Linked DNA regions of Mus musculus: region 1 is linked to region 2. The links are chromatin contacts, called in public capture Hi-C maps. All regions are on one chromosome and are shown on one strand. Each heading gives the region's core, a stretch centred on a gene start, on an enhancer-like site or on the middle of the called end of the contact. The rest is flanking DNA. Distances are from core to core; before and after follow the strand shown.

Evidence for each region. Capture Hi-C pulls out chosen DNA fragments and counts their contacts.
Region 1: a contact with region 2 is called in a capture Hi-C map of macrophages, with 4 times the contacts expected there. The contact joins the promoter of Pard3 here to the promoter of Coa6 in region 2. A contact is called at or near these places in 2 of 39 promoter capture datasets (both in liver), 2 of 484 Hi-C or Micro-C datasets (embryonic stem cells and uterus) and 2 of 9 other capture datasets (adipose tissue and macrophages).

The regions. Positions count from the first base shown.
Region 1 is chr8:127,062,789-127,066,351 of GRCm38.p6, reverse strand. Pard3 (par-3 family cell polarity regulator) reads right to left here and starts at 2,296. Exons shown (of 25, transcript NM_001309391.1): 1 at 1,879-2,296. The coding sequence starts at 1,998.
Region 2 is chr8:126,420,288-126,423,797 of GRCm38.p6, reverse strand. Coa6 (cytochrome c oxidase assembly factor 6) reads right to left here and starts at 1,297. Exons shown (of 2, transcript NM_174987.4): 1 at 968-1,297. The coding sequence starts at 1,111. It overlaps Gm51604 (a long non-coding RNA gene), which reads left to right and starts at 1,428. Exons shown (of 2, transcript XR_003947620.1): 1 at 1,428-1,529.

The sequences.
Region 1 (3,563 bases), core at 1,047-3,546, 640 kb before region 2:
ACCCCTCCCCCTTGACTTTGGACAGCCACTGCTGATAGTGAAGAATAGTCCACACCTATCAGCAAGGGCCCTCAACTCTATCCTTCCAACATCCCAGGGACAACATTTCCCCACAGAAACACCACGGCTGTCCCCACCTGAGGGATCACAAGAATCTTGTCTCAGACTCTCACAACCTATTAAGAACAAAGAATCCTACATATCCCTTAGATGCCCAACACCCACAACACAATAAATACTTAATATGACTTGAAATAGTAAATGTTTCATTCCTATGGAAAAATTAATAATTCAGCCAGTCAAACAGTTACCTGTGTATTTCCCAACAGGCAACTTGACCATTGCCCAGGGTGTGCAAGATGAAAGAAACATGGCTAGCTTTACAAACAAAATCGGCAAAGCAAGAGGTCAACATGGTCATGCTCTCTGCTCTGGAAGTAGGCACACTTCTATATTCTACATATGTTACTGCCATTTTTCTTTTCTTTCACAACTAATGATGTTTGTCTGCAGAGTACAAAGACAACCTGGTTTTCCCTTACAATAGTAAATCACCAACTGTCAGTCAGAAATGATGCTTAAAACACTTAAGTGTGAAGTTACAGAGGATTTCCCCTCTTGTCAGCTTTACAAGATAAACAGGTGCCCAATTTCCACTAATGTTGTTTGATTTTTCAATGAGTTCGACCAACTGGAAGAACACTTACAGCTGTTGAACTCAGCATCTCCTATCCCTGTACCAGATTGCCAACCATCCCCCAAAGTCTCCTTAAAGGGGCAATCTTGTGTTATATTTTCCAACACAGACTAAAAACAAAACAAAACAAAACAACGGTGTAACCATTTTGCCCTTTCTTAATTTCAGCGAAAAATGGAGGGTGACCCACGAGCATTCAGCGACATATGCAGACAAAGCCACCTTCTCCTCTCGCTTGTTCTGAAGTCACAGAAGGCAGGCCACTGAACAGACAACAGACGGGGAAATACCAAAGGGAACACATTCCACTCTCATACAAAGGAAATATCCTCAGGTGCTAGAACGAAACTTCAGCGTGGGCTGTTGTCAAACACAGAGGGTAAAACAACCTACAAAACGCCCTTCCACTTCTGACCTATTATGGAGGAATGCGGTTTAATGGAGACAATGTTCTCCATGAGGAAAACAGAGAAATAGAGGCTACTTCGACCCCAGGCCCAGTGAAGCCCGGGCTCCTCACTGGAGCACATCCAGCTAGGTAGGGGTAGAGAGCCAGAGGGAGTTCTGACTCCAGGAGCGAGTCTAGGCTTAGGTGTTTTAAGGAGCCGAGCACCGGAGCCACTCCATCGCCCCCACCTTAGCCCATGAGCCTGGCCGACCCAAACACGGCTGCACGCGCGACTCGGAGATCCCGCAAGAACACAGAAGGTCCACGGCCCGGCTGCGGCTCCCGCGTGTACCAGATCGCTCAACTCTTCCCACACTCCCCAAAGTTCCGTGGGCAACCCTCCGGGACAGGCCTGCTCCGGGAGAGGCCTGGAGCTGGATTGCCAGGGCCCGCGGACGGTCGGGCAAAGGCGCCCCGCCAGGCAACGCCGCGCCTCCCGCGTGCCGCACTCTGCCTCGCCCCGTGCGGGCTCTGGGCACCCGGCCGTCCACTCCTAAGCCCGGAGGACCCAGACAGTGTCCAGGGACCGTGAGGGTGGCGATCGCGGCCCAGCCGGAGCGCGCCGAGAACTTTACGGCCGCGGGTCCGGGCCGGGGGCGCCGGCGAGGCCGTCGGCTGCGGCACTTTCCCTTTCCCCGCCTCCCGGTCTCCCTCCTCCGTCTCCAGGAAGCGCCATATTGATCCCCGCGCCTTTCCCCCGTCCGCTCCCCGCCGCGCGCCCCAGGCCACTCACCTTGGCCACGGCCTTCCGGTAGCGGGTCACCGCCTGCTGGATGAGGCTGAAAACTTTCATGCGGCCATCTCCGCACGGCACGACCACCCGGGTCCTCCCGAAGCACACGGTCACTTTCATGCCGCCGTCCCTCGCTGTCCGTGGCCGGAGCGGCGCTGGGCCGGGAGACTGTACGCAGGGCGCGGTGGGGCCGCTGCGCCGGCGCGCCGGCGGCTAGAGGCGCGAGCAGGCGGCCGCACAGAGCTGCCCGGCTACCATGTCCAGCCCGGCCGCCTTCGCCTGGCCTTGCCTGTCCCCGCCCGGGCGCCTGCAGCCTCCGGCCACCTGTTCGGCGTCTCGGCGTCTTGGCGCGCTCGGCGGCGGCCCGGGGCCGTGTGGCGCTCGCGCTCAGTCGGGACTCCGAGGAGGGGACGGCGAGGCAGGGAGGAGGAGCAGCGACGGGCTGGGCGCACAGCACCGCGCGCAGGCGGCAGGAGGAGGCGCAGGGCGGGGCGCCCCGAGGCCTCCGCCGCTGCCCGGCCGCTCGGTTCACCGCACGGCGAAGCGCGTCGCAGCCCGCGGCGCTGTGCTCGGGCCAGCGCGGGGCAGGGCGCGTCCTCCTCCAGCCCACTTGCCGTAGGCTGCAGTGGGAGGCCCACTCCGGGACGCCCCACCCACGCCCCCAGAGGGCTCCAGCGAGGTCCTCTTCCTTTCTTTGTGACTTTTAATCCCCTTCCTGGGAGAAAGCAGTTTAAGCTCGGAGACGCCTTTAGAGCCCGAGAGCCACCGAGTCGCGCTGGCGAAGATAGGAAGCTCCAGGTCAGGCAAAGCAGGGTTTCTATCCTAAGTGCCTGGCTCCGGTGCAAGGCCGGGCGGCGCTGTTCTGTAGCAGAGATTAATTGGCTGCTCCCGAGAGAGGTTGAAGACGCGTGGACGCCCTGGTACTTCCTCTTGAGGCCACTATTTACCTTAAAGTTTCTTGGTGACCCACTTGTTTAAATAAGCAGGACTTAACACCGCAGTTCAAATACATCTGTTTCTTGAAAATTCCTCAATCTAAGCAACCTAAAACCCTCTGAAAAAAAACACAGTACGAACGCTCGGAGGGAAGGCTGTTCTAGATAGGCTATTCCCTCGCTGCTAAGGCTGCCTCAAAACTCAGGCACTGACACACCCCCAACTCCACAGGGAGTGGGTGATAAGCAAACTCTAAGGTGTTTAATAACAAAGTGGACCAAGTCTAGAGAAGTGACTGAAGCTGCTTTCTGACTTACTTAGAAAATGTGATCCTTAAATAAATGTTGTCTTCAAAGAATGGCAAACTTCAAGAGAGTCGCTGTTGACCTGAGTTTGTCCCACACAATACAGTAAGTTCAGTTTGACAGTTAATTTGCATGATATTTTAAGCCTATTAAAACTCCTGTGGTCCCCAGAATTTGAGCATCTACAGCTGGTGCTGAGGGCTCTCCATCCATCCCTCCTTTCTTTTAAAAATAATAAGCAAAACAAAGAAATCCCTTGGCTTTTTAGACTCCTGCACAGTCTCCTTGGCCATGCGGCTCTAGGTCAGAGGAAACATCACATTTTCTCCCTTCTGACTGCTCTCAGTCCATCCGATGATCACTGGTCCCAGCAAATGTATCGTCCTTTCAGGGGTCCGTCAAGAATTCACCCTCCCAAAGTCCACAAGAGAACTCTTGCGTGCA
Region 2 (3,510 bases), core at 48-2,547:
AAGCTCTCTTAATCCCTTGCCCTCTTCTGTGACTGACATAACACCCTGGTGACAGGTGAAACCTTCTGTAATGTTTTAACAGACCACTGGCTTCCACCAACCAGAAGGCTTCCTTTGCTGTAACAAACTTACCTTTTGTTTCCACCGTTTGTTCTGTTCCATAAGACTGCATAAAACTTCTGCCAAATGGTATCTGGGGAAAACCTCATACTCTGTTCCTGAGCCAGTCACTCATATTTGGCTACAAAACAGACTAGCCCTTGAAGCGAGAGCAGTATTTTGGTGTTGACAACAGCTTGTCCAGAACTCAGCACCTCTTAGGGTGTTTCTCCTCCCGAACCTGTGGGTGCACCAGCCACCCTGAGCTGTGGTTCTCTTGTCCCTGCATAGCACATGCCCACATCTTTCTCATAGGACCGCTGTAGAGCAGAGTACACGTACACTTCAGGATCTTAGTTCGAATCCTCCACTACAGAGGCTGCTTCATCCTGGAGAAATGTTTCTCCTCTGATGCATGACTCCCGCGGCATAAATCTGGATGCAAGACCTCCCAAGGCTGAATTTAAAATCCCAGCGAATGAATCCAAGTGTCTCTCTCAGAACACATTCCCATGATCCTCCATCTCCTCCCCACCCTCTCATGCACGAGTGTCTTTGGACACACCTCTCAGTCTTTATAGGAGTCGACAGAGGCTGGGACAAGGCGAAGAGAGGGAAGAACTAATACTGAGTGAGCCAGACTGCTTAATATGACCAGGCTCTAGGGGAGGAGCTGTGAGAAAGGCTATGGACGCCTGCAGAAGTCACAGCGCTGTACCACCAGGTCCCTTCTCCAGAGTCTGGTAGCGCTGTCATTTTCTCCAGTAATACCAACTAACTGGTGACTTCCAACGCGTGACCTTGCTCCTCAAAACCCACCCTAAGGTGAGGGTGCGCGCAGGGATGTGTTGCACCCCGCGGGACTTACCCACTGCTGGGGGCAGCTGGCCTCGAACGAGCTCCTCAGCTTCTGGCACCGGGCCGCGTCCTCCGCGTTGTCGTCCAGGCAGCGCCAGTACAGGTCGCGCGCACCCCAGCATGCCTGCCTTTCCTTCATGGAAGGGGCTGCCATTCCTGCCTGCAGTGGTCACGCGGGAAGCCACGCAACATGCGACCGGGGCTCAGCCTACGTGGGAGAGCGGTGTGGACTGTGGTTCCCGCACGGCGGTGTCGCCCCGCAGGTCCACCGACTGCACAGGGAAACTCACTGCGAAAGTACCCGCCGCCGATTGACCTGCCCCGGCCTCCGTTTGCAAATAGAAGGGCGGGACTTCCGGCCGAGTCCGTTTCTCCGGCGGATAATTTCCGGCACCAGGGGCGTGGCCTATGGGCGGAAACTAATATCTGATTGGTACCGCCCTCTGTAGCTGCGGCTGCCCTGATTGGCTGAAGAGGGACCCGGAATTGGCGGAGGCGGCCGAGCCGGCACCAAGCTCCGTTCTCAGAGTGTGGTGAGAAGGGGATAGCTCGCCGGAGAGCGCCGACTCTGGGTGAGGGTGAAGCTGAGGTTGGCCATGCTAGAGGTTCCCTGTGCCTTTTATCAATGTCAGGTTATAAAAAGGTATCCGGGCGTGGTGGCACACGCCTTTAATCCCAGCACTTGCGGGGCAGAGGCAGGCAGATTTCTGAGTTCGAGGCCAGCCTGGTCTACAAAGTGAGTTCCAGGACAGCCAGGGCTACACAGAGAAACCCTGTCTCGTATATTTATCTCATTTTATCGATATGGCTGCAATTATGACTGTGCATAATGGTACATCAAGAGCAGACATGAATGAAATGGGAAATAAAAGCAGTGATGTTCGCAGCCAGCCACAGCTGTCTGTATATCTCTTCCCGACCGTCATAATCAAGAATTCATTGGAAACTGAAATAACAGTAGCAATTTCAGTAGTGAAGTTTAGCTCTGTAGATGACAAGAAAGTGAGGCTCTTATAAACAAATGAAGTTTAGCAAAGTGTACAGTTTCTAGAGAGATGGTGCTAGTAGAAATTTAAATTTGCACTGAAAATCCTTCTACAGACAAATTCCAGATAGTTCCTCCAGGAGGTTCCTCTCGACTTTTACTAATTAAATTCTACCTGTATTCTTGCTACTGTTAACTTGTACTAGTTACAGAACCTCCCCAACTCTGAAATAACAAACTCCTTGGAACTCATTGATTTATAAGAGAGAGGAAGAGGAGGGAGAGGGATAAAATGGTGTGATAATGCTTTATATGTCTCACTTAACTAAGAGGGTTTGCTGTAGAAGGATTAATGTACATGATTATGGGAGCCATCCAAGACTTTGTTGAAGGTGTTAGACATTATGCATTGTATGTTCCCCAGTGTCTTGCCAATATATTAAAAAAAAAAAAAAGTCCTATTCAAAACTCTGGTGGACCTGTATGAGAAAATATGATTTAGGGGTTGAAAATTAATTTTTAAAAATTTATTATTTTGTATGCATGGGGGTACTACATGCATGCAGCCTTGAAAAGGTTTTTTTTTAGCCCCACTCATCTACACAAACCCAAACAGCATCATGAAATGGACAGAAAAGACAAGTTGCAGTGCAGGCATTCACTATACCTACAAACCGTAAGACATAGAAACCCTTTCCTTCTCTAAAGGTGCACAAGACAGATGCAACACTGCTGAGAAAATGAGCAGTCTATGCAGATACTGAATCCTCATTGGTTACCACAGCAGTATATGCAAATACTGACGTCCTCATTGGTTAGCACAGCAATCTATGGAGATACTGACAGACATCCTCACTGGTAACCACAGCAATATATGCAGATGCTGACTTCCTCATTGGTAATCATAGCAATATATGCAGATACTGATATTCTCACTGGTAACCACAGTAATATATGCAGATATTGACAGACATCTTCACTGGTAACCACAGCAATATATGCAGATACTCACGATATTCTCACTGGTAACCACAGCAATAAATGCAGATACTCATATCCACTACAGTATTAAGGATAAATACATAAATAGTAAAACCATAAAGGGCAGCAAAGATTATCACAACTGTCTCTAGGGCTAGGAGAGATTTGATCAGGAAGGGCACACAGAGACTGAATGTGAAGCCTTTGGGTTCTGCTCCTAGACCTGGGCGTTTGCTTTCTAAGCACTTTTTTAGCCATGCACATGTTTTGTTTATGTTTTTCTGCATGAATGTGTGTGCCCAGGTTTTAATAGAATAAGTAATTGGCCCAAGAGAGTTGATCATTGTTGTAATTGATCTACAGAAAGATAATAGCAGCCATTATAGAGAGCTTGATTACTAAATTTTAATGTGTTTACCATCTTATATGTTCTTTCTGGCCAAAAGTCAGCCCAGGAGAGTCCTGGCCAAAAGTATAGGCCCAAGAAGGGTTATCATTGTTGGGGCTGATCTACAAGAAGATAATTATGACCACCATATAAAATATGATTATTGACTTTAATGTGTTTACTATATCTGTTCTTGGGC